2 separate regions of the Sus scrofa genome follow, and region 2 is linked to region 1. A link is a contact called in public Hi-C data. All regions are on one chromosome and are shown on one strand. The core of a region is the stretch at or near the end of the contact, and the rest is flanking DNA. Distances in the headings are between cores, read along the strand shown. Region 1 holds the start of CFAP77 (cilia- and flagella-associated protein 77). Region 2 overlaps AK8 (adenylate kinase 8).

Region 1 (3,910 bases), core at 1,303-3,802:
TGAAGTGCTAGTTTGTTGTCTGTGCAGATTGCTCTGTGGTGAACCCCTTCCCCAGGGCCTTATGGATATTTGTACATTTTTTTATTCAAAGTTTTATTTATTTGATTTTATTGCTTTTTAGGGCCACACCCACAGCATATGGAGGTTCCCAGACTAGGGACTAAATCGGACCTGTAGCTGCCAGCCAACACCACAGCCACAGCAACGTGGGATTCGAGCTGCGTCTCCAACCTACACCACAGCTCAAGGCAATGCCAGATCCTTAACCCACTGAGCAGGGCCAGGGTTCAAACCTTCGTCTTCATGGATGCTAGTCAGATTTGTTAACTGCTGAGCCACGACGGGAACTCCCTATTTAAAAAATTTTAATTGACGGAGTTCCCGTCGTGGCGCAGTGGTTAACAAATCCGACTAGGAACCATGAGGTTGCAGGTTCGGTCCCTGGCCTTGCTCAGTGGGTTAACGATCCGGTGTTGCCATGAACTGTGGTGTAGGTTGCAGACGTGGCTCGGATCCCGCGTTGCTGTGGCTGTGGCATAGGCTAGTGGCTACAGCTCCAATTAGACCCCTAGCCTGGGAATCTCTATATGCCGCGGGAGTGGCCCAAGAAATAGCAAAAAAACAAAAATAAATAAATAAATAAATAAATAATTTTAACTGAGGAGTTCCCACTGTGGCACAGCAGAAATGAATCCAACTGGGAACCATAAGGTTGTGGGTTTGATCCCTGGCATTGCTCAGTGGATTAAGGATCCTGTGTTACTATGGCTGTGGCGTAGGCCAGCAGCTGTAGCTCTGATTCGACCCCTAGCCTGGGAACCTCCATATGCCGCGGGTGTGGTCCTAAAAAGACAAAAACAAAATTATAAATGGCACCAGTTGCACAGATGTTTAAAAAAAATTAATTGAAGTATAGTGGTTTATAACGTATTAGTTTTAGATGTACAGCAAAGTGATTCAGTCTATCTATCTTTTCAGATTCCTTTCCCTTATAGATTATTACAAAATATTGAGTGTAGTTCCCTGTGCTGTACAGTGTGTCCCTGTTGGTTATCTATTTGATACACAGTAGTGGGTATTTGTTAATCCCAAACTCCTAATCTATCCCTCCTTACTCCCCTTCCCCCCTTGGCAACCATAAGTTTGTTTTCTATGTCCGTGGGCCTCTTTCTGTTTTGTATATATGTTCATTGATATGTTTAAAAATTTATCTATTTATTTTGGCTGCACCCACAGCATGTGGAAGTCCCCAGGCCAGGAACCAAACTTGCAACAAGCTGCTGCAGTGACAGTGCTGGATGCTTAACCCGCTGCACCACCAGTGAACTCCTTTTTTTTTTTTTTTTTTTTTTTGATTCCACATATAAGCGATATCACATGATATTTGCCTTTCTCTTCTGGCTTACTTCACTTAGTGTGAGACTCTCTAGGTCCATCCATGTTGCTGCAAATGGCTTTATTTCATTGATATTTGCACATTTAATGAAGATGGTGATTGGGTAAATGACCCCACAAAAGGTTGGAACTAGGAGGTAGACTAGAGATCATCCAGGCTAGTTGTTCCCAAAACACTGCATTCCATCCCCTGGGAAGCTCTTAAAAAGTGCAGATTCCCAACTTTGCATACGGACTGCATTTCAGGAGCTATTTTATTGTCTCATAATAAAATCCATAGACATGATAATAGTACTGTGGTCTGTACAAGTTCCTTGTTCTTGGCAGATACACATATTTAGGGTCAAATATGATACTGTCTGCAGTTATTTTCAAAATGATTCAGCAATATATACATGTGCATCCATGTACACACACACACACACATACACACACACAGAATGTGGTAGACACTAAATACCAGTGAATCTAGCTGAAGTCTATATGGGCTTTCATTATACTCTTCTTCCAAAGTTGCTGTAGCTTTGAATATTAAAAAAAAAAAAAAAAAAGGAGTTCCCATCGTGGCTCAGCAGAAATGAATCCAACTAGGAACCATGAGGTTGCAGTCTCATCCCTGGCCTCATTCAGTGGGTTAAGGATCCGGCGTTGCTGTGAGCTGCGGTGTAGGTCGCAGACGCAGCTCAGATCTGGTGTTGCTGTGCCTCTGGCATAGGCCTGCAGCTTAGCTCCAATTAGACCCCTAGCCTGGGAACCTCCATATGCTGCAGGTGTGGCCCTCAAAAGATGAAAGACAAAAAAAAAAAAAAAAAAAAAAAATCCGAAGAGGAGGGAGGAGATTTTTAAAAATGCAGATTCCCAGAAACCTTTCCAGATATTCTGATTCAGTGAATCTGTATTTTTTCAACGTCCCTCTATTCTGCGGCTCAGAGTGGGATGCCTTAGATTTCGTCCAACTCGACTTTCCTCCCTACCCGTTTCACAGAAGAATACACTGAGGACAGAGGTGACTAATTTGAGACACCCAGTGCATTAACAGTCATATTAGACCTGGAATTCGGATCTCTATTCGTCTGGAAATATGTAGCGCTCTTTGCCGCAGCGCGCGCGTGTGGCGCAGGGAGAAGCGGGAAGGGCAGTGAGTGGTGTCGGGGTAAATGAAAGTCAAGGGTAAAGTCCTTCTAGAGCCCTGTAGCTTTTAACACGGTCCAGTGGTGATGCTTGGGTTTTTCTCAGAGCTGTTTACGAAAACAAGACCTCTATGTAGGCCACCAATAAGTTTCCTAAAAGTAAAACCACCAAAAGCGTTCCAGCGCCGTTGGCGTCCCGTCGCCATCGAGACGGACCGTTCCATTCTTTCTCAAGGGGTGGTTTTGATTTTCGCTTCTTTTCCAAACCGCAGCTCGGTGCCCAGAAGACGCTCTCAGGAACCAGAGGGGCTTATGTAGATTTTAGAGCTCCTTGCAAAGAGGGGGCGGCGCGATGTGAGTGCGCCTCGCTCCGAAGGGGGCCCAGCGCCCGGTGTCCACCCCGGGGCCGGGTGGTGCGTCCCAGGACCTGCGGAGTGCCCTTCGGAACTCCACGCCCGCCACCCAGCTGGAAAGCGCGCCCGATCCAGCCCGCGGGCCGACTCTCCGCGACCCCCAGGATGCCAGAGGCCGGAGCTCCAGCCAGGACCTCATGAGATGGAAGAAGAAGCCGCCGGTGCGCCGCACAGTCAGCCAGATCTGCCCGCCCCCGCGGCGGCCCCTAACGGTGGCCGACATCCGCCCGGGCATGGAGAACGATAGGCTGGGGGTCGTGAGGGATTCCATGTTTCAGAACCCTCTCATCGTCAAGGTGAGCTGTCCCCACGCCCAACACCCTCTTGCGCTCGCCCCCTTACTGGGTACCCACGCGGCCGGGGGTTTCCATCCGTCCTGGCCGGGCCCCACCGCTGCTGTCCGAGCGCGGCTTCGGAAAATCCAGCTCTGGTCCAGATGGACTTGGACCCATGCGGTCATGGGCAGGCCAGATCACCTCAGTAAGCCTCAGTTTCCTCATCCGTGAAGTGGGATGATAATGGCCCTCATAAAAGAGAGTGATCGTGAATATTGCATAGGGTAATCCCTGCCGGACCCCTGGCACATCGGAAGCCCTCCACGTTGGCTGCTGCTATTTGCATATGTATTTGCCCAGGGTCAACCCACGTGGTGACAGGTAGCAGCATCCAATTATGTCCTTATCACCCGCCAGCCCTCTCAGGGTGCAGGCTTCCTCTCCTCTTCTTCCTGCACGCCTGGGCTGCTCTCTGGCGGCAAGCGTTCGATATCTCTCTTGGAAGCGTCCCTTCACACCTTAATTTCCACCCAATCATACTGTTATCCAGAATTACGACCCTCAGAGGGAAAAAGTGCGAATCTCTGCCCTAGGGCGCCTACTGGCACGTTCGAGTGAGGGAGCTGCGGTTTCCAACTATTCACCTCCTCTTTGATTTCACAAGCCCTCACCCGAGCAACGTTTCGGGGTTGTTGCG
Region 2 (3,516 bases), core at 741-3,240, 350 kb after region 1:
CCAGTTGGGTTCGTTACTGCCGAGCCGCGACGGGAACTCCCCGAGCACATCCCTTGGAGGTCGTGGCCACGGTGAGCCACTGACGACTTAAGCAGAGAATGGAACTCTAGCCGCCCCTTTGCCTGACCTCGGGGAGAAAAGAGCAGCAGCACCGGCCACCCGCGTTTAAGTGCTCTATGAGCAGCTGAGAAGCTGCTTTTCCAAAAGCCCAGAAAGGTTTTCACTTGTTTTGTAAGACGGGAGCTTCCGGGCGGCCAAGCCTGCATGACGGGCGCTGCTCTTCGACTGCCGTGGAGGTGGCTGTGCGGAGCCCTGGGGAATAAATTTGCTCTGCTCAGCGCAGCTCGAATTGGAATGAGTTTAGGAGGTCAGACCCATACATCTCAAAATCCAGAGCAGAGAATAAGTATCTCCCAGGCCTCTGTCCACAGGGCCGCCGAGGGCCCGGGATCAGGAGATTTAGGACGAGCTGAGACGGGGCCCTGGAGGCCGCTGCCCAGTATGCGTGGAAAGATGTGAAAGCCACGCGGTTATTAATTCTCCGCTGATCTGAGAGGCGGAGGTGTTGACAGCACCTGTGAGGACAAACAAGAACGTAACTAAGCCTGCAGAGGTCACGGCTGGAACACCGATCAGGAGGCCCCGCGGGGCATATGAGAAAGTGGCTCCGTGCGGGCAAAGCCGACTTCTGGATCTTCCTCCAGCTGCTGGCAGCGGCCATGACTGTGAGGGTGGCCGGACTGCACGGCCACGACCAAGCTGCCCGTCCCCAGGGCTTGCAGCTTGGAGGCTGGTGGGGAGAGGCAGGAAGCCAGCAGCCAGGAGCACCGGCGGAGTCCCGGCGGGGAGGAGGGCCCGCCCGCAAAGGGGCACTGCCCGCTCTGGGGTGTGACCGGGGCAGGGGAGGGGGAGTTCTACACCAGGTGGGCTACAGGACAGAATGTTCTGGCGGTGACAGCTGCCAGCTCTGAGCTGCTGGGGCAGAGGTGATGAGGGCTCTTGTGTCCTTTCAAGAATCTCTGCTCCTTTAGCTGAGCTCCCTGAACTTTGTAGGGTTTCTGGAACCTTCTGGATTTCTCTGAGAAAGCACAGGAGGGGCTCCCAGGAAGGCTGGCACCCAGCAGGCACATCGGAAGCCCACCCAGGGCCTGGGGGGGGATCTGAGTCGCTTCCACGGCCCCCTGGGGGGAGGGGCAGCCACAGCTCCTCTCCCAGAAGTTCTGCCAACGGTGGAAGGTGATGGTGGGAGCTCCTGCAGTGGTGCAGTGGTTAATGAATCCGACTAGGAACCATGAGGTTGCGGGTTCGATCCCCGGCCTTGCTCAGTGGGTTAAGGATCCAGCGTTGCCGTGAGCTGTGGTGTAGGTCGCAGATGCGGCTCGGATGCCAAGTTGCTATGGCTCTGGCGTAGGCTGGGGTCTACAGCCCCGATTAGACCCCCTAGTCTAGGAACCTCCACATGCCGCAGGAAGCAGCCCTAGAAAAGGGAAAAGAGAGAGAGAGAGTGATGGTGGATGAGCGAGCTCTCTGGTTCAGGGGCAGCATGGTCCAGGGCGGTGTGGGAGCGTGAGCTCCCCCTGCCCCTGCCTCTCTCCCGCACAGACAGGGGTCACCCGTGGGACTGGCCATGTCCCTCCGGCTCCCACCCTCTAGGTGGCGGGCCCTCGCCCTCAGTGCGGCCGCATTCCCTCCCACTTCCACCTCCACCCAGTCGGGCTCTTCCTGGGGACGCCTGGGCCGGTCTCCCCAGCCCCACTTTCGGGGGGTGGCTCTTTATGGTGAAGTGCCACCTCTGCCTCCCACCTGGCTTGTCCCCGGGCCTGGACCGGGGGGGAGGTGGGGGGCATTCAGGAAGCCTGACTGTGCCCTCCGAGCCAGGCCACCTTCTCCGTCCAATACCCCCGGAGACCCTGGGTCTGTCTCCTGAGGAGTTCCAAGCTCAGGCTGGGTGAGGCTGATTCCCTGCCAGAAACCCAGACACCAGCAGTGCCGGATTCCAGAAGATTCCGGAAGGGGCGTGGGGCTGTGGTAACTACGCAGAGCTTCCGTGCTCAGTCTGACCTTCCTTTCAAAGCTGACTTCGGTGGAGAATCATTTAAATTTTCTTCCTGTCTCCCCTGGCGGCGAGGCGGCTTGGCCAGACCTGGGGGGTTCGGCGCTCTTCCTCCACCAGCCGAGGCTTTGGTTTTCTCGGCAGTGGCTCCGCAGCCACTAATGAGGCCTGTTAGTGGGGATGAATGTAAATGAATGCTTTGTTGTCCCCGCGAGCTCAGGATTAGCGCAGTGACAGAATTTATTGCTTCCGTTAGGAAGATGTGACACGGGTGCTGTGTCTTTCACTGTACAGGACGTGCAGGTGCAGAGCGACGCCGACTAAGTGAACAGAGGTTAGAGAGGAGAAAACTTAGCACAAAGCACTGACGACTGAGGCTACCGGCGGCGCCTGGCTCCCTTTACAGGAAATCGGGGATTACGCACTGTCTCCTCTGTAGGCACCGAAACACCAAAACAGAAAAGCAGCAGCTCTGCCTCTCGACCACCAGTGAAAAAGACACCCTGGGTGTGCTTGGCGGTCAGAGTCAGAGGGAGGCGTGAAGGCAGCTACACGGCTGACGGTGAAGACGGGAGGGGGGGCCTCCCGGAGGCTGGAAGAGGCAGGGAAACAGGTTCTCCCCAGAGAACTTCCCCCAGAGGAGCACAGCCCAGCCAGCACGTGATTGCAGGGCTTCTGACCTCCTGCACTGAAAGATAACAAACCTGTGAGTGTGAGACCCCTCAGCTGGGCTCGGCAGCACTGGAAAGCGAATAACCCAGCGATACCCAGAGGCGGCGTGGAGCACGCAGCACTCCCCGCCCGGTGGCAGGAGGGCGCCTCGGGCTGATGGGACCGGCGCAGTTGCTCGTGGGCCCCGAGCATCAAAGACCCAGGCCGTCTGCACCCCTGCGGCGGCACGAGAGGAGGCACCGCGGTACTACTGAAGGGCACCCGTCTGGAAAGCACCCGCACGTGGGCTTTTTGTGACTTCCTAATTTGGAAAAAAAAATTCAAAAGTATAGGAAAGCTGCAAGAGGAGACAAAGGCTTTCTGCCTTCACTTGCCTAGGATTTGCCCAGCGTCCACTTTGCCTCAGCAGCCTGGCCGTTGTCTTTCTGAACCGTGAAACGTTGCTTCGTGGAGAAGTAGACACATTACCACCCAGTGTGTGCAGCAGGACACTAAAGTGACATAAACCTGCTAAGAACCACTCTTTTACGCAACCAACGTTCTTTAGGGGGCTGATAACCAGCCCTGCCCTGATAAGGCGGAAGTCGGGCAAATGTGCTCCAGCGGCGGCGGCGGCGGCCTCCAGCTCACCACTGACACACGAGGGCCGTGTGGCCGGCGGCGGCAGCCCCCAGATCTGGAGCAGGGACTTGTACTCCCACCCAGGGCCCCGGCTCGCATCCCGTCCCAGTCACCAGCCCTGTGACTCAGGAGGGAACAGGCCCCTCACTGACCCCCGTGTCTCACTATGA

Evidence for each region. Hi-C and Micro-C count contacts between places; a contact is called where the count stands out from the background.
Region 2: a Hi-C map of retroperitoneal adipose tissue shows a contact between it and region 1, with 3 times the contacts expected there. The contact joins the enhancer-like site here to the promoter of CFAP77 in region 1. A contact is called at or near these places in 1 of 5 promoter capture datasets (liver), 22 of 47 Hi-C or Micro-C datasets (alveolar macrophages, blood, brain and 12 more) and 2 of 2 datasets of contacts at active chromatin or transcription factors (alveolar macrophages and skeletal muscle).

The regions. Positions count from the first base shown.
Region 1 is chr1:272,214,029-272,217,938 of Sscrofa11.1, forward strand. It overlaps CFAP77 (cilia- and flagella-associated protein 77), which reads left to right and starts at 2,553. Exons shown (of 7, transcript XM_021085476.1): 1 at 2,553-2,565; 2 at 2,885-3,234. The coding sequence starts at 2,553.
Region 2 is chr1:272,566,456-272,569,971 of Sscrofa11.1, forward strand. The region is part of intron 10 of AK8 (adenylate kinase 8); the gene reads right to left. Among named protein-coding and RNA genes, the nearest start is that of AK8, 57 kb to the right of the region's middle. Within about 2 kb of position 1,991, at least 9 of the 83 cell types and tissues checked have an H3K27ac peak or open chromatin away from gene starts, as enhancers often do. A contact at or near this core is called in retroperitoneal adipose tissue and subcutaneous adipose tissue, where this site is marked.